Regions from separate parts of the Mus musculus genome. Here regions 1, 2, 4, 5, 6 and 7 are each linked to region 3. The links are chromatin contacts, called in public promoter capture Hi-C maps. All regions are on one chromosome and are shown on one strand. Each heading gives the region's core, a stretch centred on a gene start, on an enhancer-like site or on the middle of the called end of the contact. The rest is flanking DNA. Distances are from core to core; before and after follow the strand shown.

The links. Promoter capture Hi-C pulls out the DNA fragments that hold promoters and counts their contacts.
Region 1: a promoter capture Hi-C map of pre-B cells shows a contact between it and region 3. The contact joins the promoter of Dlat here to the promoter of Rexo2 in region 3. A contact is called at or near these places in 3 of 39 promoter capture datasets (erythroid cells, hippocampal neurons and pre-B cells).
Region 2: a contact with region 3 is called in a promoter capture Hi-C map of pre-B cells. The contact joins the promoter of Pafah1b2 here to the promoter of Rexo2 in region 3. A contact is called at or near these places in 2 of 39 promoter capture datasets (hippocampal neurons and pre-B cells) and 3 of 115 datasets of contacts at active chromatin or transcription factors (the NIH/3T3 cell line, embryonic stem cells and large pre-B cells).
Region 4: a promoter capture Hi-C map of pre-B cells shows a contact between it and region 3, with 5 times the contacts expected there. The contact joins the promoter of Sik3 here to the promoter of Rexo2 in region 3. A contact is called at or near these places in 3 of 39 promoter capture datasets (the C10 cell line, hippocampal neurons and pre-B cells), 4 of 115 datasets of contacts at active chromatin or transcription factors (astrocytes, extraembryonic endoderm stem cells, large pre-B cells and 1 more) and 1 of 9 other capture datasets (adipose tissue).
Region 5: a contact with region 3 is called in a promoter capture Hi-C map of pre-B cells, with 3 times the contacts expected there. The contact joins the promoter of Bud13 here to the promoter of Rexo2 in region 3. A contact is called at or near these places in 12 of 39 promoter capture datasets (the 3T3-L1 cell line, 3T3-L1-derived adipocytes, the C10 cell line and 6 more), 6 of 115 datasets of contacts at active chromatin or transcription factors (astrocytes, differentiating embryonic stem cells, embryonic limb bud and 3 more) and 1 of 9 other capture datasets (adipose tissue).
Region 6: a promoter capture Hi-C map of pre-B cells shows a contact between it and region 3, with 4 times the contacts expected there. The contact joins the promoter of Pcsk7 here to the promoter of Rexo2 in region 3. A contact is called at or near these places in 5 of 39 promoter capture datasets (the 3T3-L1 cell line, erythroid cells, liver and 1 more) and 1 of 115 datasets of contacts at active chromatin or transcription factors (large pre-B cells).
Region 7: a contact with region 3 is called in a promoter capture Hi-C map of erythroid cells, with 23 times the contacts expected there. The contact joins the promoter of 1110032A03Rik here to the promoter of Rexo2 in region 3. A contact is called at or near these places in 2 of 39 promoter capture datasets (erythroid cells and pre-B cells), 1 of 484 Hi-C or Micro-C datasets (B cells) and 1 of 9 other capture datasets (adipose tissue).

The regions. Positions count from the first base shown.
Region 1 is chr9:50,658,456-50,661,155 of GRCm38.p6, reverse strand. It overlaps Dlat (dihydrolipoamide S-acetyltransferase (E2 component of pyruvate dehydrogenase complex)), which reads left to right and starts at 1,376. Exons shown (of 14, transcript NM_145614.4): 1 at 1,376-1,965; 2 at 2,367-2,468. The coding sequence starts at 1,690.
Region 2 is chr9:45,983,446-45,986,145 of GRCm38.p6, reverse strand. Pafah1b2 (platelet-activating factor acetylhydrolase, isoform 1b, subunit 2) reads left to right here and starts at 1,275. Exons shown (of 6, transcript NM_008775.3): 1 at 1,275-1,441.
Region 3 is chr9:48,479,165-48,481,864 of GRCm38.p6, reverse strand. Rexo2 (RNA exonuclease 2) reads left to right here and starts at 1,254. Exons shown (of 7, transcript NM_024233.4): 1 at 1,254-1,458; 2 at 2,472-2,555. The coding sequence starts at 1,312.
Region 4 is chr9:46,011,548-46,014,247 of GRCm38.p6, reverse strand. Sik3 (SIK family kinase 3) reads right to left here and starts at 1,428. Exons shown (of 25, transcript NM_027498.3): 1 at 1,118-1,428. The coding sequence starts at 1,390. It also overlaps a transcript of Pafah1b2 not described here.
Region 5 is chr9:46,281,712-46,284,411 of GRCm38.p6, reverse strand. It overlaps Bud13 (BUD13 homolog), which reads right to left and starts at 1,400. Exons shown (of 10, transcript NM_146000.2): 1 at 1,239-1,400. The coding sequence starts at 1,381. Zpr1 (ZPR1 zinc finger) reads right to left here. Exons shown (of 14, transcript NM_011752.2): 14 at 1,769-2,700.
Region 6 is chr9:45,905,166-45,907,865 of GRCm38.p6, reverse strand. It overlaps Pcsk7 (proprotein convertase subtilisin/kexin type 7), which reads right to left and starts at 1,297. Exons shown (of 17, transcript NM_008794.2): 1 at 827-1,297. It overlaps Rnf214 (ring finger protein 214), which reads left to right and starts at 955. Exons shown (of 14, transcript NM_178709.5): 1 at 955-1,514.
Region 7 is chr9:50,766,866-50,769,565 of GRCm38.p6, reverse strand. 1110032A03Rik (RIKEN cDNA 1110032A03 gene) reads left to right here and starts at 1,382. Exons shown (of 4, transcript NM_023483.4): 1 at 1,382-1,708. The coding sequence starts at 1,667. It overlaps Fdxacb1 (ferredoxin-fold anticodon binding domain containing 1), which reads right to left and starts at 1,328. Exons shown (of 5, transcript NM_198675.2): 1 at 1,111-1,328; 2 at 722-878. The coding sequence starts at 1,282.

The DNA of each region.
Region 1 (2,700 bases), core at 127-2,626, 2.2 Mb before region 3:
TCAATATTGAGGATGCTGCTTCAGATAAATATGTACCATATGAGCTGGCAAGATAGCTCAGTGTTGGTCTGGAGAGATGGAGTTGGTTAGCATATACACAGAAAATAATGTCATAATTTAATATATATATATATATATATATATATATATATATATATATATATATATTATATATATACATAGAATAGGAAAATCTAGGGAGACATTTACTGGAAAATTTAGTCCTAATCTCAAACCAAAATTCACTGATTGATTTTCTATGAAATTCAAATCAGCCACGGCAATTTTAAAATCCAAATACTCATAACAATTCAACCTAAAGATTATACTACTATAATGTTTATATAGAAGGGATAACTGTGGGAAATGTCTTTCTGCAATTAAATCATTATGCTCACGTGAGAGCAGAACACTTTGTACAGTAAAACCAGTGCGAATCACACCATACACGGGGAATCTGTGCCAAGGTGTTTCAGGCAGTGTTGGCTGGCCTCGTGTGACACCGAGGGCATGGCAGTACAAAGGGCACGGGTGTCCTCACAGCCACAGCTGCAGCGACGCGGTAGGATTCAGTGTAGGCAGCAGTAGTGAGAAACAACCTAGGTTGGCGCGGCTGGGTTCGGCAGCTTTTCACTGTTGCCATTTTTTTTCTTTTGACCCCACATTGTTACTCCATAGTTTAAGAAAGGTTTCTGTTGTTGTTTTCCTATTGAATTCACAGAACTGCGGGACAGCACGACAACGACTTTCGCAAAGTTGTATCTTAAACCTTTCTTTAAAAAAAAAAAAAAAAAGAATCTCAGTATGTAGCCCAAGCTGGCCTGGCAATGAACAGCATTAAACCAGGCTGTCCTGGAATCTAGGGTTCCACCTGCCTCTGTCTCCGTAATGCTATAATTAAAGGAATGTGTGTGTGTTAAAATATTTTCGCTATTTAAGAGGATACGGTGGAAATCTGGGGGTAATAAAACTGCTTTTTACAAACAAGTATCTTTATAGAGGAAATATAATTAGTCTTCTGTGACTAACTGGAAATGTGAAAATGTACCTTTCTCTTGGCTGCCCTTCACATCATTTGGCTGAAAACCCTGCTGCTCCCGTTTCCGGTGGGTTAGGGACCTAGGACAGCCTGCACGGGGCGGGCTCTGCAGCCAAGGGTCACCCCCTGATCCCCCGTCACTCGAGGGCCTTTCCTTTCTCCAACTTTCCAAGGTGCGCCCGCACCCATCGACCTAAAGCTTTGCATTACTGTCAGCCCGGGCTCTTTTCCCCAGCTTTTTCTTAAAGCAAAGGCGGTCGTTCCCTTTGGCACCGCCTCCCTGCCCTCAGGCTGCAGCCGGTCCGACTCTCGGGTCCCTTAGAGCGGCCCTGGTCCGTACTTCCCATCCTCTGCGACACCTCTCCTAGGGCCTTTCCCGTTTCTCCCAAACGTGCACCGCCCCCGCACTGCCTCGCAGCGCCTTCGTCACCGCAGATCCTAAGCGGCAGCCTCCCGTCCCTCTCGGGTGTCTCCGACGCGTCCCCCCCGCAGAGGGGCACGGAAACCCTACGTTCCGGTCGCCCGTCCAAGCAGCCGCTTTTACGACACTGCGCGACCGCAGTGCGCGGCTGACGGCAGAGCCGCGCTGCTCTTGGAGAGGTCACTCCGGAGACGGCGGAGCCTTTGGGGCGTGGGGGTCGGTGGCAGTAATGTGGCGCGTCTGTGCGCGGAGGGCGCGGAGTGCTGTGCCCAGGGATGGGTTCAGGGCTCGGTGGGCGGCCTTGAAGGAAGGCCCCGGGGCCCCATGCGGGAGCCCGCGGATTGGCCCCGCTGCGGTCCGTTGCGGTAGTGGGATCCCCCGCTATGGGGTCCGCTCCTTGTGCGGCTGGAGCTCCGGCTCCGGCACTGTCCCGCGTAACCGCTTGCTGCGACAACTCCTGGGGTCGCCCAGCCGCCGCTCTTACAGCCTCCCTCCGCATCAGAAGGTGAGTGACCCACCCTGGAGCCTGTTGTCCTTCAGAGCCCGCTCCTTGGCGTGGGGAATCCTCCTTGAGAGGCCTCCGACAGCCAGCTCCCTCCCAGATCTATTACGGTCCCTCGCCCAAGACCTTCCCAGTGGGCATCTTTTCTATTGAAAGAGGTCTAAGCCTGCGGCTATGGGCAAAAGGTCTGAGAAGTCTCACGTGCTTTCTCAGATCCACTAGACTGACTGGAGGATCAACCTGCCTCTGAAAGTCATGAATTTCTGGAGTGCTAGATCTCCCTTTGTATCTCCAGTGAACAGTTTGAAATGTGACTCAGTAAATACTCTGCATGAACTTGGGTGGAATGAAAGCACGCCGAGGGCTAAGTATGCCTGTTTAAATGTATGCTTCTTTTTCTGCAGGTTCCATTACCTTCCCTTTCCCCTACAATGCAGGCAGGCACCATAGCCCGCTGGGAAAAAAAAGAAGGGGAAAAAATCAGTGAGGGTGATCTAATTGCAGAGGTAAGTCTTAAAACACGCAGATTTTACCTAAGGGAGTGGCTTTGCTGAATAGACTAAAGCTTAGCCTTCTGGTAGGTAGTTTCCTCTTTCTCTTTAAGAAGCAGCTCCCCTCCCACCTCCCCATTTATTAGAGATGATTGGTTAGCTACGTTGTCAGCAGCTAGCTAAATTGTTTTTGAGATCACGGTGTAACTCTGGCTGGCCTGCAATGCTCAGAGATATCCCCCCCCAC
Region 2 (2,700 bases), core at 26-2,525, 2.5 Mb after region 3:
GCCAAGTGGAGAGGAAAGGACTTACTTCCTTTACAGCTCTCAGATCACAGCTGTCACAGAGAGAAGTCAGGGTAGGAACTGGAGCTATAGAATGTCGTTTCTTACTGACTGACTGTGTGCTCTTATACAACTCAACTCAGGGCCACCTTCGCCAAGTGGCACCACTCACAGTGGGATACGCCCATCAATTATTAATCAAGAAAATACCCTCATAGACTGCCTACATGCCAATCGGATGAAGGCATTTTTAAAGTTCCCTTCCTCAAATGACCCTGATTTGTGTCATTGACAAAAACAACCCAGACATAGGGCTTTATCATTGGAAACCAATTCAAGTTGTTTCTCTTAACAGTGTATTTAATACTAAACTGTTTAAATAACCCTTTACGATATTCTCTTGATCAAAACACTTAAAACAGCACTTACTGAGATCTTGCTAGTGTACCATATGTAACTGGAATATCTGCAGAAGAGTTATGGAGGCAGTGACAAAGTCATTATCTTGAAATTTTTATTTTGCATTCGAGATAATACAAGCAGCACATAAGTGATTTGAAATTTTATTTTATTATCTCGATAATTTAGGCTTACAGGTTTCAAGAACATTCTCAATCAGTTTCAGAGTCCTGGAATGCTCTGCAATTCACTATTATGAGTTTGAATGAATCCTATCCATCATTAAAGAGCCAGCCCTGGCACTGCTCCACCAAGTTTCCCTGCTAATGATGACGCAATCTCTTGCCCCTCCTCTTGGCGCTGATCTGTCCTGCACTTATCCAGCCGTTAGCATCTAATCTCTACATTGACTCTCTATGTACTCCCCTAAACTGGATGGATTTCTAAGGTAAAGACTGGGGTTTCTGTTATTCCCCGAGTGGTATCTATCACACAATTCTGAGTATCATCATAGAAATTCTGCTGGTAAATGTAGGGGTTGCCCCTTTTAACTTCGGGCCTATTTCTCCCCATTCTCTGCAATCTGGTTTATCCCATCGGTGGAGGAAATCAGTGGCTAAGAAGGGAGTAGCGTCAGCGAGAGGTCAAGCTACACTGTCTCTAAGGCCATCTCCGGATAGTTTCCGTCATCCTATCAGGACAGGAAGGCAGTTACAGGAAAGATGGAGGCTCAAGTCGGGGAAAGAAAGAGAACAAAGTCAGTACTTGGCAGGGACGGTAGACCTGTGCGCCAAGCAAAGAGCGCGCACTGCGAGGGAAAGTGAGGCGCACCCGCCCCGCAACTAGCCCCGCAGCCAGGGGCGGGACTTCCGGAAGCCATTTGCCCGAGTGGCAGGGGGACCGGAAGTGGAGGCGCTGCTGCTTGGTGCTGGGGCCCGAGGAGGGGACGCGCGCCGGAACGCGGCCGTCGGGATCAAGCGAGCGACTGAAGCGCAACCCGCCGACGCCGCAGCCGCTGAGGGCCCCGCACGGACCCTCTGCCTGTGTGAGTGCATCGTGGGGACCGCGGAGCCGGGGCCTCGTCGTGACGGGTGGGACGCGCGGGCGAGCCGGTATTGTGAGGCCCGGCTCCCCTCCCCCACGCCGCCCCTCCCCCGCCGCGCCCCGCGCTGTCGCCCTGCAGGGCCTCCGGGGCCCCGCGCCGTCGCCGCTGCCCTGCGGCGCCCTGGTTCCACCCTGGCCAGCGGCTGAGCGGCCCGCGGGTCCCCTGGCCCGGCCTCCTGCCTCAGCTGTCGCCTTTTCCCTCCATCCCCGGGGTGGGACCTCTAGGCCCAAGCCTGTGACTGGGTTGTGCCTTTTTTTTTTTTTTAACGGATCACGCTCTTTGCCCTTCTCGTCGAAAATTGTCTCCTCATTCGAAACTTCTCTGTTGCCTTCGCTTATACTTCCCAAAGACCCGTGTCAGGGCTCTGAAAGGATTGGTAGAGGCTAGCCTTAAGGGTCACCCACTTCATTCGGCGACGAGGCCCAGGCGTTGGTGACTTGGCCGATGGCCTACCGCCAGCCAGGTACATCTGTCAGTGAGTAGTTTCCTTGGAGGTGTGTTTCCTCTCCCCAGCCCTTGTGGTCCATGTCCACTTAGCGGGTCAGAGCCTGTGGTCTCCAGGTTTGAGTTACTCATGGCAGAGTGACTCGTTATCCTTTCCATAGCTCCCAGGCTGACGTTGCCTTTCATCATGTATATACGGATCTTAAGGAAACCCAAAGCCATAAAGCGTTGGCGTCTCTGAAGAACGTGGCTATGGACAAAGGGAAGGGCACCAAGACGCTAAGAGCAGGTCCTAGACTTGCATTTTCTACAGCGTTGAGTTGAGTGGAGAGAATGGGCCAGAGGAAAAGGTGTGGAAAAGAGAAAAATGCAAGCTTATCTTTCCCTTGGATGAGGCTTGTGTCTGCCCGTCAGTTCCTTCTCTGGGCACATTGTTCAGACTTAAAGGTTGCCTCCTTGTGGGAGAGCAGGGGAGGGAATCATTGTGCATTAATTTGTTGGCATGGGCACTTGATAATAAATTATGGATGGGCTGGATCCTGGGGGGCCGCCCACCAGAGACCGGGGCAGGGCATTCTGGACGAGGCTTGCCTTCCTCTTCAGAATAATTCTGCCAACTCTCTGAAGCAAAATGAAAAGCCTCAGGCCTTAATGGAAGCATCCTAAATCTTTTCATTCTCATTCAAAAGTCTCAGCAAGCTTCTAGGTTCTCTCTCTCTCTCTCTCTCTCTCTCTCTCTCACACACACACACACA
Region 3 (2,700 bases), core at 5-2,504:
GCTTGGGTTCTGTAGTGTGTCTCTTTGTCTTAAAAAAAAAGTTTCAATGCTACAATAGAGTTCTCCTTCCTATGAGTAGGGCCACAAATGATTACAAACTTAACAGTATGTTCTACTAGGTAATGCCGTTATAATATACATACCCATTCTGCAGTAAAATTGAACATGTAATTTGACACCCGTTTCCATGATTTTTTCCGTTTCTCTGGCCAAGCTTGGCAGGTCACCGGTGGAGTAGCTGAAATCCACTTGTAGGTTGCAGCATCCTTAAAGCTTTGATTAGGCAACAATGTTTGTCTCACAAAACCAGCTCACCGGGTAGGAATAACTATGCCACCAACCACAAGCTCTGTAATTACTGGCAACACAGCTTTCAGAAAAAGACACAGAGTATGTGATTCAAGACTGAGCACGTTTGTGACAAAATTGCCCTTTGCAGAGGCGTTTGCTACTGAGCTAAAATATAAGATCTCCGCAGAGGCCCCTTCGAGCGTAGGTGATGAAAACCGTATCTATTGTGGGAGATTAAGGACCCGTCTATTAAAACCAGAGCGATCGGCAAAGGCAGAGCGCAGGACAGAGCAGGCAGAGCTATTCCAACTCTCTTTAGTGGGCTGCAAAAGGTAGAATAGTATACGATCTAACAACCGAAACACAGCCTACACGTCCTGGCATCCTAGAAAACGAGACAAGGCTTCTGCCAATAATGGGAAAGGAACATTTATGGAACACCTGATATGTGCGAAGTCATCTTTCAGAAAAGAGACCATTTAAGGACTCCTAAACGGTGATGGCGGAATTGGCCTTGTAGCTCAAAAGAGCACGTCACTCGGATTCCAAGTAAATAAGAAATATACTCAATACGCGGAAGGGAGGGGCAGGTAAAAAAAAAAAAAAAAAGAAAAACTGAGGGAGGTAGCAGTAAGGAAAAGGTAGATTTAAAACAATTCTTAAACATATAACCATATTTTTCAAAGTAAAGCCTCTTCAACTTCGCAGCTTAGAACTAATAAAAACTCAGGAATGATATCTCCTGGAAACAGACAAACTTTAGCGGTGAAATACTAGCAAGTCCCTTAACATCCGAAAACACGTGGCGGGGGAGGGGAGCAGGAGGCTGGACCAAGGACTCCTACTCCCATCAGCCCTTTCGGCAGCCGAGAGTAGCTGTGGAGGGCGAGCCGACGCCTCGCATGCCGGGGCTTGTAGTCTTCTCCCGGCACCTCCCCGTGGGTTTGCGACGTTTAGCGACTGTGGCGCCTGCGCGCGCTGGGCCGGCGGGGCTGGGGCCGTGGCGGCTCGTGCCGGGTGATGCTAGGCGTATCCCTGGGCGCCAGGCTGTTGCGGGGCGTGGGTGGCAGGCGCGGGCAGTTCGGGGCGCGAGGTGTCAGCGAAGGTAGCGCAGCCATGGCGGCAGGGGAGAGCATGGCTCAGCGAATGGTCTGGGTGGACCTGGAGGTGAGAGTGCGGCCGGGGCGAGGAGGGTGCGGGGAGGCGAGCGCAGATTCGCGCGTGGGACCGAGGGACTCCCCTGTCCCGGGAAGCAGCAGGGATCTGGGTGTCAGGTGCGACAGGTGAGCACGGCCCCAGGAGCCCCGAGTCAAGAGTTTTTGCGGGGTCTGGGACTGTCCCTGGACTGTGGGGTTTCTTTCCATCTGGGTGGAGCCGTCCATGTGTCTCCCCTCTCCCTAGCCTCGACCTCCACCCAGAAGTGAATTTGTGTTACGCGTTAGTGACTCTGAGGATCGTGGGTGAGAGTTGGGGCAGCGACTCTGAGCCCTGCTCCGTCCCCACCTCCTAGCCTTAAAAGACTAGGTTGCTTAAGCTAGGACTCAGGAGATGACTCAGCCTTACCCCTCATTCCATAAAAGAGAAAATTGAGGCCCCATTGGAAGATTCAGGTTACCCATTTTAGTTTTAACGCATTCATACCTAGGCCTCTCTTGAACTCCAGTTTTCTGCTTACGAACTGAGTTCATTTGTTAACTTTTTTTGTTGTTGTTGTTGTTGGGAAAACTTCGGAAACCATTGTAAACCTCCGAGAGGTAACGTTCGTGAGCTCACTTTTCTGTAGTCAAGTTTTCATCCTGCTTATTTTGAGTCTGTTCCCAGGACAAATGTGTTTGACAGTAGCTGGCCCGCCCGCAGGAAGTGCCTTTAGCAGTCTCTGAGCACTCAGAACTTAATACCCTGAGTACTGCCCAGACCATTACTGGTCATAGAATGTGAGCTGGGTCCACACAAAGGAATCTCTGTCAAGTAAACTTGGGCAGCACGCCTTTAATCCTAGCACTTGGGAGGCAGAGGCAGGTGGATTTCTGAGTTCGAGGCCAGCCTGGTCTACAGAGTGAGTTCCAGGACAGCCAGGGCTACACAGAGAAACCCTGTCTCAAAAAAATAAAACAAAAACAAAACAAAACAAAAGGTGGTTTCATGTGTTTGTTATATGCTTGTTTATTTATGTTTTACAGATGACAGGATTGGATATTGAGAAGGATCAGATTATTGAGATGGCCTGCCTGATAACTGACTCTGATCTTAACATTTTGGCTGAAGTAGGTGATGCCGTGTAAATACATTCATACCACTTAAAGGGCATTGGGGATCTAAAGGTGCCTTCATCTGATCTCACTGAAAAACGTAGCAGATTGAGGTCTGTGTAGATTAAGGCCCAGTGCTATATTACTAGGACAATGTAAT
Region 4 (2,700 bases), core at 179-2,678, 2.5 Mb after region 3:
TTAGCCAGGCGGAAGAAAAACTCAAGCTACTGTTTTAAATATAAGGAATGACTACTACGTTAAAAGTATCCATTTAAGTGAGGTATTGAGCAAAGACGAGTTGGGAATTCAAATGGGTTTTGTGGCTTCCATCAAAACTGAATGATTTTCCTTGATACTCTCAATGAAGAAAGATAGGTAAAAGTGCTACCCTCTGAGTCCTTTAAAAAATATACTACATGCGTATACATACATGGTTTCCTAACTGACCTTGGCCAGTTTCACTACTACAGCTCCTCAAATCCCTTGGGAACCAAAGGGCCCAAATGAGTGGAATTCTGTCGTGCCAATCCCACGGTTCCCTTCCCTACTGAAAAGCCCACCCCGAGTTCTAAAAAGCCCACCATTTCAGACCCTCTGACAACTAAAAATAACCAGCAAACCATCTTATCCTAAATTGTTTAACCCTTGGTTAGCTAGTGTCACCAGGAACCCTGAGCCTTGGGACATCTGGTCATGGGTCCATTCCATTTTTTTCCCCCTTATTTCCCTGCTTTCTTCACTGACTCTTCCCATAATCAAGTATACTTCCTCAGGCTTACAACTGACACCATCTCCCCGTCTTAAATAATCAAACGTGGATTCCTTTCTCTGGTATAGGTGCCAGGTCCTTCTCTTCCCGGTGTCTTGCACCCCACCGCACACCCTCAGCCCCATGCCCCAGCCGTCCTGGGAAGCCTGAGGCAGCCAGTTTGCGCGTCTCCCCCATCCTGTGGTCCACATTTCATATGCCCCTGCCCTCGTTCTGATGGTTTCCTAATTGCTGGTTCCGGAGTCTTCCTGGCGTGCAGTCCGCCGGCCCCCAGAGAGTTCCAACGCCTCCTTTCCAGTCACCCCCCCCCCCCGACCCTGCGCACAGCCCTGGGGACCTCTCCGATGTCCAGCTGCTAAGTTCCCGGAGCCCCCCCTTCCGGAACCCCTCCGCTCTGAGGTCCCTGCCTTCTCCCGCCAGCACCGGTCCCCACTGCTGACCCTGACCCGAGCCCCGGGGAATCGCGGACTCCCCTGGCCCCACCGCCCTGCTGCAACGCCCCCCGGGCAGCGCAGCCCGCAGCCGCGCGGTCCCCAGCGCCACTACCTTGGCCTTGGTGACGAGGTGCGTGGCCCGCTTGACCACAGCGAAGTTGCCCTTGCCGATGGTGCGGTCGATCTCGTAGTAGCCGATGCGAGCGGCCATCGACCCGCGGGAGGCCGGGGCTGTGGGACGCGCCGGGACGGCGGCCGGGGGCACTGCGGCGGGGGCTGCCGGGGGCCCCGCGGCGGGCGGAGGCAGCAGGCGGCCGGCCGGCCCGGCTCCCCCTGCTCCGGCCACGGCAACCCCGCCAGCTCCGCTCGCCGCCGCCGCCGCCATCTTGTTGTGCAGTGAAACCTCCGGGGCCGCGGGGAGCCGGCCGGGGGGGAGGGGGCGCGGGGGGGCCGAAAGAGGGGGGTTGCCGACAGACGTCACTCCGGGAGGCGGGGCTCCCGCGCCGCCGGGCGCCCGACGCCATGGCAACCGCGCGTCACGTGCGGACGCGCGTCACTGCCCGAAGCCATGGCAACCGTGACCTCACCGGGCGAGCTCGACCTTCCCGCGTGGGTCCCTGTTCCTGAGGCGCCGGCTCCCTAGTGCCCCCCTCTGGGGAACAGGCATTGAAAACGTCGAGGGTCAGCAGCAACTTCTAAGCTTCCGCCGCGCCTAGCGAGGTAGGGATATGAGATGGGGAGACCCCAGAACCAGACTCCCGATGGCCCCTGGTTCGCTGATGGGATCCCTGCTCCGACCTGTGTCCCAGTTCAGTCATCACCAAACCTCCCTTAAAAGGATTTCCTCGTCACCAAAAATACCAGCCTTGTCCCACTTTAGCCCTGGAGGCCACAGAGGCAGGAATAGCTACAGTATTTAAGCAACTGTAACCAAGTTGGTAGCAAGGCAGGGGAATTGTTCAGCAAAAACTCTTACAAAGCCCAGCTCACTTCGTACAATCAATCTAATAAGTCATCGAACACAGAAGAGTGCGGAAATTAGAGTTTGCATATTCAAGGATGTTGAACCCATCCCAAACATGCGTTCCAGTCTTTGGGTGGGTGAGGGCCAGAAAAGGACCGTCATTTTCCTTCCTGCCACCCCTGACTCGGAACAATTCTCCAGCCAGTTGGTCAGAATCTCTTCACTCGTTTTCTGTTGCTGGGTTAGTACTGGTGAAGTGTGTTGCATTCAGGGCCACGTCATGCTTAAAGATGAGCAATCCGTTAAGCAAAACGAGTAACTAATATAAATTCCATCCCTACTAATGACTCTCCAAGGACATTAAGAGTGATCAAATTAATAACCCCTGCAATAAAACTCATATCCCTCTTTCTTCCCTCCTGTTATCTGACATTCCACATCCTGGGCTGTAACTGAGCCTCTCCCCCTCCTCCTTCCTTATTAAGTAGATTGATTTATCTGCCTCTGGTGGGGATAGGAAATTGGGCTGTAAAGGAGAGATAGCCTTTGGTCCGTTAGAAAAGGAAGGAAGAAGGCTGTGTGCATTCCTCTATATAATTGTATCTCATGTATCCAGTGCTATTCTACCCACACCTGTATCTCCCTCCATGGCACAGGAGTATTGTCACATCTCTGTGCAGTATCAAAAAGTGACATCCAGGTCACTGGGTATGTGAGAAAGGAAATACATG
Region 5 (2,700 bases), core at 151-2,650, 2.2 Mb after region 3:
GATGAACATCTCTTGCCCTGGACCACTCAGGCTATAAGTAGCACAGCTAGGATTCTAATTCTAATCAGTATTGCTCCAAAGCTTAAACTTTCCCCCTGCATGCCATTGCCCCTTCTTCCAGGGACATCAGCCACACTGAATTCAACACCACCTTAACTGAATATAGGCTCATCTTAACTGGTAACACCACAAAGATTCCATCTATAAATGAGGTCATGCTCAAGCTCTAATGAAGAGAAGTGTGGAAATGAGGGACTAATTCGACCCAGTTCAATGGACCATACGGTAATAATACTGTTAGACCATGATACTGCCCCACAGAGAGGGTGAGCCACACTTTGTATCCTATCTAGTACTCTCTTTAAGCTGATAAGCATTTAGTAGACCTGGGGGTGGAGTGTGAGAATGGAATTAGCCCCCAGAGTTTCAACTTTCTATCCAAAATAGCACCTTCAGTAAGCTGCTAAACTTAGGGCTGCTGCTCTAAAGCCTACAAATACAGACATTTCCTTTTGTTCTGTAGGTTGATGTTGGATATCCTAACCCAACCTTTCCAGATTCCAGTGGCCAAGTTACTAATGGACATTTCATCTGAACTCTGTCTCAGCACATCTCTTTGCAATCTGGAAGTATAGTGTTTAATATAAATGTCTGCTCCATTACAATGTTCTGAAAGCTATATGGTCAACTATTTTAGAAAGAGGCCAGGCACAGGATGTGAACTGTTCCCATTTTAGTTGTTACTGTTAGTAGTAGATGTGAGTAATAGGATATGGGTCTTTGATTCCAGATCAGTTCCTGGCACTTTGGAACCCTCAGAAAGAGATTTTTGGATCTAGAAAGAAAGAAAGAAAGAAAGAAAGAAAGAAAGAAGAGGGAAGAGAAAAAGAAGAAGGAAAGAAAGAGAAGGGAAGGGAGAAAGAGAGAAATAAAGTGAGAAAGAAAAAGGTTTGAATCAGCTTTGCTATTCTTGGACACGACTTTCAATCTGTACATGGAACGACGTAAGCTACAAACGCGGGGAGAAAGTGAGTTAAGTTCTAGCTGCCTTTAACACAAGGAAGGCGCTGCTCAGAGGATGAGGTCTGAGCTGCCAGTGGCAGCTACAATCCCGCCCCGGGGCAGTGGAGCGGGGCCTGAGCTCGGGCCGGGGTCGGCAGCACCGCGCGGGCCAGGACGAGGAAGAGCTGCGGCCGAGGGCGCCACCGGGCAGCGCGACACCTCACCAGTCCACTCACCCCTTGCCGCCAGCGCCTCCAGGCTTCGGCCGTTTTTTGCGCCGCTTGCGACCGGCCTCGGGACCTCCTTCCAAGCCAGCATCTGTCCCAGACAAGTAACGCTTCAGATACTCAGCTTTGGTGAGTGGCGGAGCTGCCGCCATGGCAGCGGCGAGGGCGGGGCAACAGCTCGGCGTGGGGGACAAAATTCTTCAACGCGAAACGGTAGGGGTGGAGCCAGAAGCGGAAGCTTTAGGACGGGGACTTTTTGAACTGCTGGACTTAAAGACTTGAGCCTTAAGAGGCTCCAGGGGAGAGTGCGTGCATCTCGGGCTGGCTGTGCTTTTCCTGAGACGACGAATCGGTGCAACAGCCTGCAGCCCACGCTGTCTCAGCTGAGAAGCCACAGGCCGATGTAACATGATCCTACCCTGGCAGCATCAGCGCCAGAGTAAGGAAGAACACCTGTATGAATGGTGGGACTTACCATAGCTGTACCACTAGGGGCACATTCTTGAGCAGCGTTTTAATAATGGACGCTGTACCAAACGTTTCAATTTCAATCACTTTTATTGCTATAAATACCTTTTGGTGGGAAGTCTGCTGGAAGAGGCTTCCGGGTACCATTTAGGGGAAGTCAAACTTGTGACTATAAAAGTTTGATAGGTTTTTATCAAACCTGTACTGACCTTCTCACCTTTGATATGTCTTTCTAAAAAATGATATAAACTCTTCCCAGTGAAATGGATTCGTGGTCAGTGTGGCAAAGAAACCAGGAAGATTCTGGAGTTTCTTCTATAAAGGGTTAAGTGTTTTATGACTTCTCACTTAACCCTCACAATTTTTTTTTCTTTCATCCAGCACCGAGGATTAAACCCAAGGCCTTTTGCACATGGTATGCAGGAGTTCTATAGAACTACATCCCCACTCTTTTGAATGTTGAAGATCTAAATTGCCTAAGCTGCCCCTGAATTTGTTAGCCTTCCTCCTCAGCCTCTCAAGTGGCTGGACACCATGACCTACCCTTCAGTTTTATTAGCCTCCTTTATAGATAATAAGAACTTTCGGGTAAGTACAGGAACCCACACATCTTCATACTGCCTGGCTCTAATTTTTGCTAGCAGAGGCCAAACAAGGATGGTGCTGGTTATCCAGTTTGAATTCGTTTTGTCTTGAATCAGGGTTTTTCTGTGTAGCCCAGGCTGTCCTGGAACTTCCTCTGTAGACCAAATCGGCTTCAAACTCATAGAACCACCTGCCTCTGCTGGGATTAAAGGTGTGTGCCACCCTGCTTTTCCAGACTGCTTTAAGCTGCATGAGAACAGCTAGACTCCACACAGGTGTACCTGGCTCAGAGCAGACAGGATGGCCTATTGGAGTGAATCAAATGCTGCCTCTACAGCAGCCACCTCAAGAAAGATTTGCTTAGGAAACTAAACTGGTTTTTCCTTCCTCATTTCTTTTCATGAAGACGGACTCTCAC
Region 6 (2,700 bases), core at 48-2,547, 2.6 Mb after region 3:
CCAGCCTGCTTCCGCTTCCAGAGTGCTGGGATAACAAAGGTGTGTGCCACCAACATCCGGCTTAAACAAGCTTTCTTTATATAATAAAGGTTGGCTGAGAACTCTTGCTTCCACCCCTTTACTGCTGTTATTATAGGTGTGGGCCACCATGTCCTTAAGTTCCATGGCATATTTCCTATTACATTCTTCCTGCCCCTGGGGCTGCTTCAATTTGGCCCAAGATACCCAGGTGTCTTCCCTAGTCTGCATATAAGTAAATCCAAAGTCTGGTTTGATAGCAGCCATCCACTCAGGCAGGCTCCTACAATCTCTGTAGGTTCCAACAGAGATTTCTGGAAGAGAAACCGAGTTTTGTTTTTGTTTTGTTTTGTTTGTTTGTTTGTTTTTTTCTCCCTGTGGTCCAGAGGCACAGCAGCACTTATTCTCAGACCTCTGAGCAAGAAATCTTAAGCACTTTCTGAAAATAGACTCCCATCACCCTCAACTAAGGTAGACGGGCACCTTTCCTGCTCAAGATTCTGCTCTTAAACCACCGTCCTTCAAGCCCCGCCTCCCCACTCACAGGAACCAGGGTCTGTACAGAGTGAGTTTTCTGATGCCCCCACTCCCACGCGGACTCAGCTGCTCCGTGCAATGTGCCTCTCTCTCCTTAGGACCGATGCTGTCCGGAACCTACGACCCGGAGACCCGGTCCCTCTGGGGTCGCCCACGCCAGGACCCAAGGTGCCCTCAGCGAAGGACCTCCTCCGCAGACGCCGACCAGCCCCGGTCCATGGTCCCCCGTATATCCGAGGTCCAGCCTCCACTACATTTCTTCCCGACTCACCCACAGCCTCTGTTGCTACTGTCGCTGCTGCTGCTGCCGCCGCAGCCCCCACCCTACGGAAACTCTCGGCTTCCCCGGAGCCGGAGGCGCCACTGACAGCGACATCACTTCCGCCCGGCGCCGCAGCCAATCAGCGGCTGGGCCTGCGGCCTCTTGACCAGCGGGCCGAGCTCCGGGCGCTCCGCCGACAGCTTCTGTCACAGGCCCGTGAGGGCTGTGGGAGTTCCGGCGCCTCGAATCCTCGTGTCCTCCGCCACAGGACCCCCTCCGCCACAGGGCCCTCGTCCTTCATGGCGTCCTCTGTAAGGACCATCCCGGTTCCGACCTCTAAACACCCCTCGCGGCTCTTCTCCGTCGGACTGCCATAGCCTTGACTCTTCCCCATAAACTCCTCAGAGAGGCTCTCGCCTCCATCCGGCCGCCGTCTCTCTGGCCCGCGTGTCCCTCGGGCTCCGCTTGGGTCTCAGGGCTGGTCCCCTCAGCGGCTCCGTTGTCCGGTCGCTGTCCGCGCCTGCCGCCAGAGGGCGCCGTCGGTGGCGGCCGCTCACCCCGCGGGTTCCGCTCCTCTCGCCGCCCCGGCCTCGCCCCCTTGCGCTCGCGCCGCCGGAAGTGGGAGGTGCCGCGCGCGGGCCAGCGCTCGACCCCTCCCCCAGGCTTGGCCGCCCCCTCCCCCGCTCCGCCCGCTCAGGTGCGTCCCTTCCCTCCCCCCCGCTTGGCTCCCCGGGGGCGCGGCGCGGGAGGTGTGTGCGGGGCGGCGCGCGCGGGTCGGGACGGCGGGACTAGGGGGGCGCGGCGGAGGAGGAGGGGGCGGCGGGGAGGGGGCGGCGGGGACAGGGGCGGGAGCCCGGCCTGGGAGTGGGACGGGAGCTGGCGGCCGGTGAGGACGGAGGGGAAGGGGTGGAGGTGGCGCTGGCCAGTGCCAAGGGCCAGCGTAGCGGCAGCTCCCTGTGAAGAGTGGCGGTGACCACCCGGCGCAGCTTCCCCCCATTGTCCCCTTCTGCGTCGCCGCCTGACTGGTGACCATCACTGCCTTGCGGGATTCCCTTGGGCACACTGGGCTCTTGAGCCAGATGTGCGACCCCACCCCCCATCCCTCTCGTTTGGGGCTCTAGCTGCGGAGTTTCACGTATGACCCTTGCCCTAAGGTTTTCGTTTACTGGGCATCGGTGACCCAGACCTTGTTCCCTGTTGGAGGCAATGATCTCGACCCTATTGTAGGCAGACTGATTGCATCCGAGATGCAATAATGGCGTTTCAGGGCCCATTTTCACCTAGGAGCTTTTTATTATGAGAGGAAACTGAGGCACTGAGCTGTGACTATTGATTCAGCCCGACTCGGTATCTGCTCTTGTGCATTCTTCTGGGTTCAGAGATATTCTATTCATGGGATGCTGTCAAAATAAAAGCAGGAATGGGAACTAATCCTACTTTTACCACCTAGTTTTTCTTGTTACCATAGAAGGCCGAGTTTATTTTGCAGCAAAAAAGATGCTCTTAAAAATAAAAATGTAAAAAACCGTCTTCTTGGGTTCCCTTACTTGAGTTACCATGTTTTTCAACATCTCCCTTTTCTCCTGGAGTAACTGAGTAGTAGCCTGTGACTCAATGGTAACTTGTTAGTGGGGCGTTGGCAGATACCAGACATTCCCATCTGTAGGAAAGGAATACTGTCAGGCTAAAAGACACCCCACAGAGATGGTCCGGGGTGACTTGTTCTTGGAAACACCTCACATAAACCCTATCACTTAAATTAATAGAGAATGCTTTGACTGCAACAGCCAAAAGGGATTTAAACATATTATTGAATCTTGGCCAAAAAGGTCAACTTTAATAAATGGAGGTAGGTATGTGGACCATTCAGAAAATTCTTATCA
Region 7 (2,700 bases), core at 133-2,632, 2.3 Mb before region 3:
AATAGCCAGTTTATAGATTGGGGTGGGAGGAGAAGCAGGTAAGGGCTACACCTGACGACAGTTTTAACTGGTAAGCAGCGAGCTAGGATTTGAACCTAGGCCATGTGACTCTTAAATCCAATCTTGTCGTCATCAAGCTATACTGACTCTTACGATTTGCATTTTTTAAAACCTTTTTGAGGTGGGCTGAAAGATTCAGCAGTTAAGAGCACTAGCTGTTCAAAAGTTCAATTTTCAGTACCCATATGATGGCGACACCAATCAGTACTCTAGTCCCAGGGGAACCAATGTCCTCTAAGGAGGCACACAACTGTTGCACAGACATGCATGCCGACAAAACACCCATATCCATATTTAAAAACACACACACACACACACACACAATTTGGGTAATGGTGCTTGCCACCAAGCCTAGTAGCCAAAGTTCTATCTCCTGGATACACGATGGAAGGAGGACCCGCTTCTGTAAGTTGTTCTCTGACCGCCACACTCATACACACACTAATTTTTGAAAAATAAACTTGCCTTTTCCTTGTAATTTATACTTTAACATCTAGGGTTATACGTAAATCTTTAAGACAAGATTATGGTTTTCTCTGGGTTTTATCTTCTTTCCTCGTGTATTCTAGCAACTTATTTCCCCAACGACAAAGTTTGTGTGCAGTGATTTGGTTATGGGAACCTGGAAACATTTTCTATGCCAGGACTCGTCTTGCCTCACCTCTGGAAAAACTTGGCAAGCAGTTCCCTGTTCTTAGCTACTCCAGCTTTTCGTCCACAGTGCGGGAAGTTGAAATAAATTCGATCAAAATCCCTATCGTCGGCTGGCAAGGCATGTGACAGCTGGGTACAGTCCACACCAAAACGCACTTCGACACCTGGCAAGGTTTAAAGGCGTGAAATAGAGACCAAAAGACGTCTTAAGATCTGTAAACCTGGACAAACACCACCACTCAATGCATGGTTGGGTTGCCAACAATGCAGCCCAGCCCAGACCTGAGCACACACGCGCATCCGCCTGAGCGCCCCCAGGAGGCGCCCTCGAGTTCCCCGCGCGAGCCACACCCTTACGCTCCGGGCGGGCCCTCGGGGCGGGCTGGGACTTGCTACCTCGTTCGCGCAGGCGCTTTAGGTTCTCTAGCGCTACCGGATCTCCCTCCAGAGCCGCCCGGTGCTGGAAGCCGGTAGCGGTAACACTGACGCTGGGATCCAGGCCGTCGATCAGAGAAGCGGCGAAGGAGAAATTCCCCTCCCCGACCAACAGGAGGCGCCGGGGAAGCATGGTCTCCTCCGGCTTACCTGCCGGCGCTCTCCGGGGCGCACATTTCTTACGTCACTTCCTTCGCGTGGGCCTCGTCTCCCTCCCCTCCCCACTCCACCCGGCACTAAGTGATGACGCATCAACAGCTTGTTACCAGGATAAACATTTGGAGCTACTGCTCGGGAGCTTCGAGCGGGGAAGTAAAATGGAGCTCTTGGCCTTGCCCCTTCACCTTTGTGCGCCTCCAAAGGCTCGTTTTCTTTTCAGTACTCGGACGGCCCAACACGGACGGCCCTGAGCGTCTTCGCCATTCTTGCTTGAAGCATAACTGTCACTAACTGAGGGGTGAGACGAGTCCTGCGTATTCCAGAGGCTCAGGACGCTGTAACTGCACCATCTCCTGACATGGCTGTCTCCTGTTCTCTCAACCACTCAACATATCTCCAGGTGTTTATATATCCTATTTTCAAGAAGTAACATTGAACGCCTGTCTTGTTCCATAGCACTGTGAGAGCAACTAGGTGTATGGATGAACTGGAAGTGGCCTGCCTGCTGTCAGATGACAAATGCACACAGCAGAAGAGGCAACTCGAATAGAATGGGGTGTGTACCCACCGTGAGTGAAGGAATTCGGGATACTATGAATGAAGCATACACAAGGGGAAGCCCTACGAAGCTGGGGAAGGGAGACATAGATTCCCTGAAGTTAGCCTGAGCTGAAAGCTAGTTGGGGGAGGGGAGCTCGTTTTAGTTAGGTAAAAAGGATTAAAAAGGCAGAAGGAACAATGTTCATAAAATCATAGTTAAAAAAAAAAAAAAGTTATGTTTGACTGGTTGAACACAGTTGGCCGGGAGACGGACTAGCAGGTGACACTGTAGAGTTAAAAAGGAAGCCAGACCAAATTGAGTGTTTTAACCATTTAATAGCCTAGACCCTATTCTGAGAATATAGAAATATATTATAGAATATAGAAAGCCACTAAATGACAGCCAGCAGGAGGTCTCAAAATGTAAAATGAAAAACTTTGAATTCATTTGAGAAAAAATGAAGCTACTTTATTGATTTGGTAAGGGCTTTTTGTCCTTGACAATCCTGATCAGGTGACCTTCAGAAAAATCAACTTTCCTCCCAAAATCACGTTTGAAAAGACAATCTAGCACTCTAACATTGATCAGATGGGCGTGTCTATCTGGAAGTAGTTAGCTAAAAACTGAAAACCAGCCACCACAATAACCAAGTATAGCCAGCTGTGGTGGCACACACCTTTAGTCCCAGTACTTGGGAGGCAGAGGCAGGTAAATTTCTAAGTTCAAGGCCAGCCTGGTCTACAGAGTGAATTCCAGGACAGCCAGGGCTACACAGAGAGACCCTGTCTCGGAAAAAGGCCAAGTATTCCATTTCTCATTACTAATGAATGATTCCCATCTCAAGAACCCAC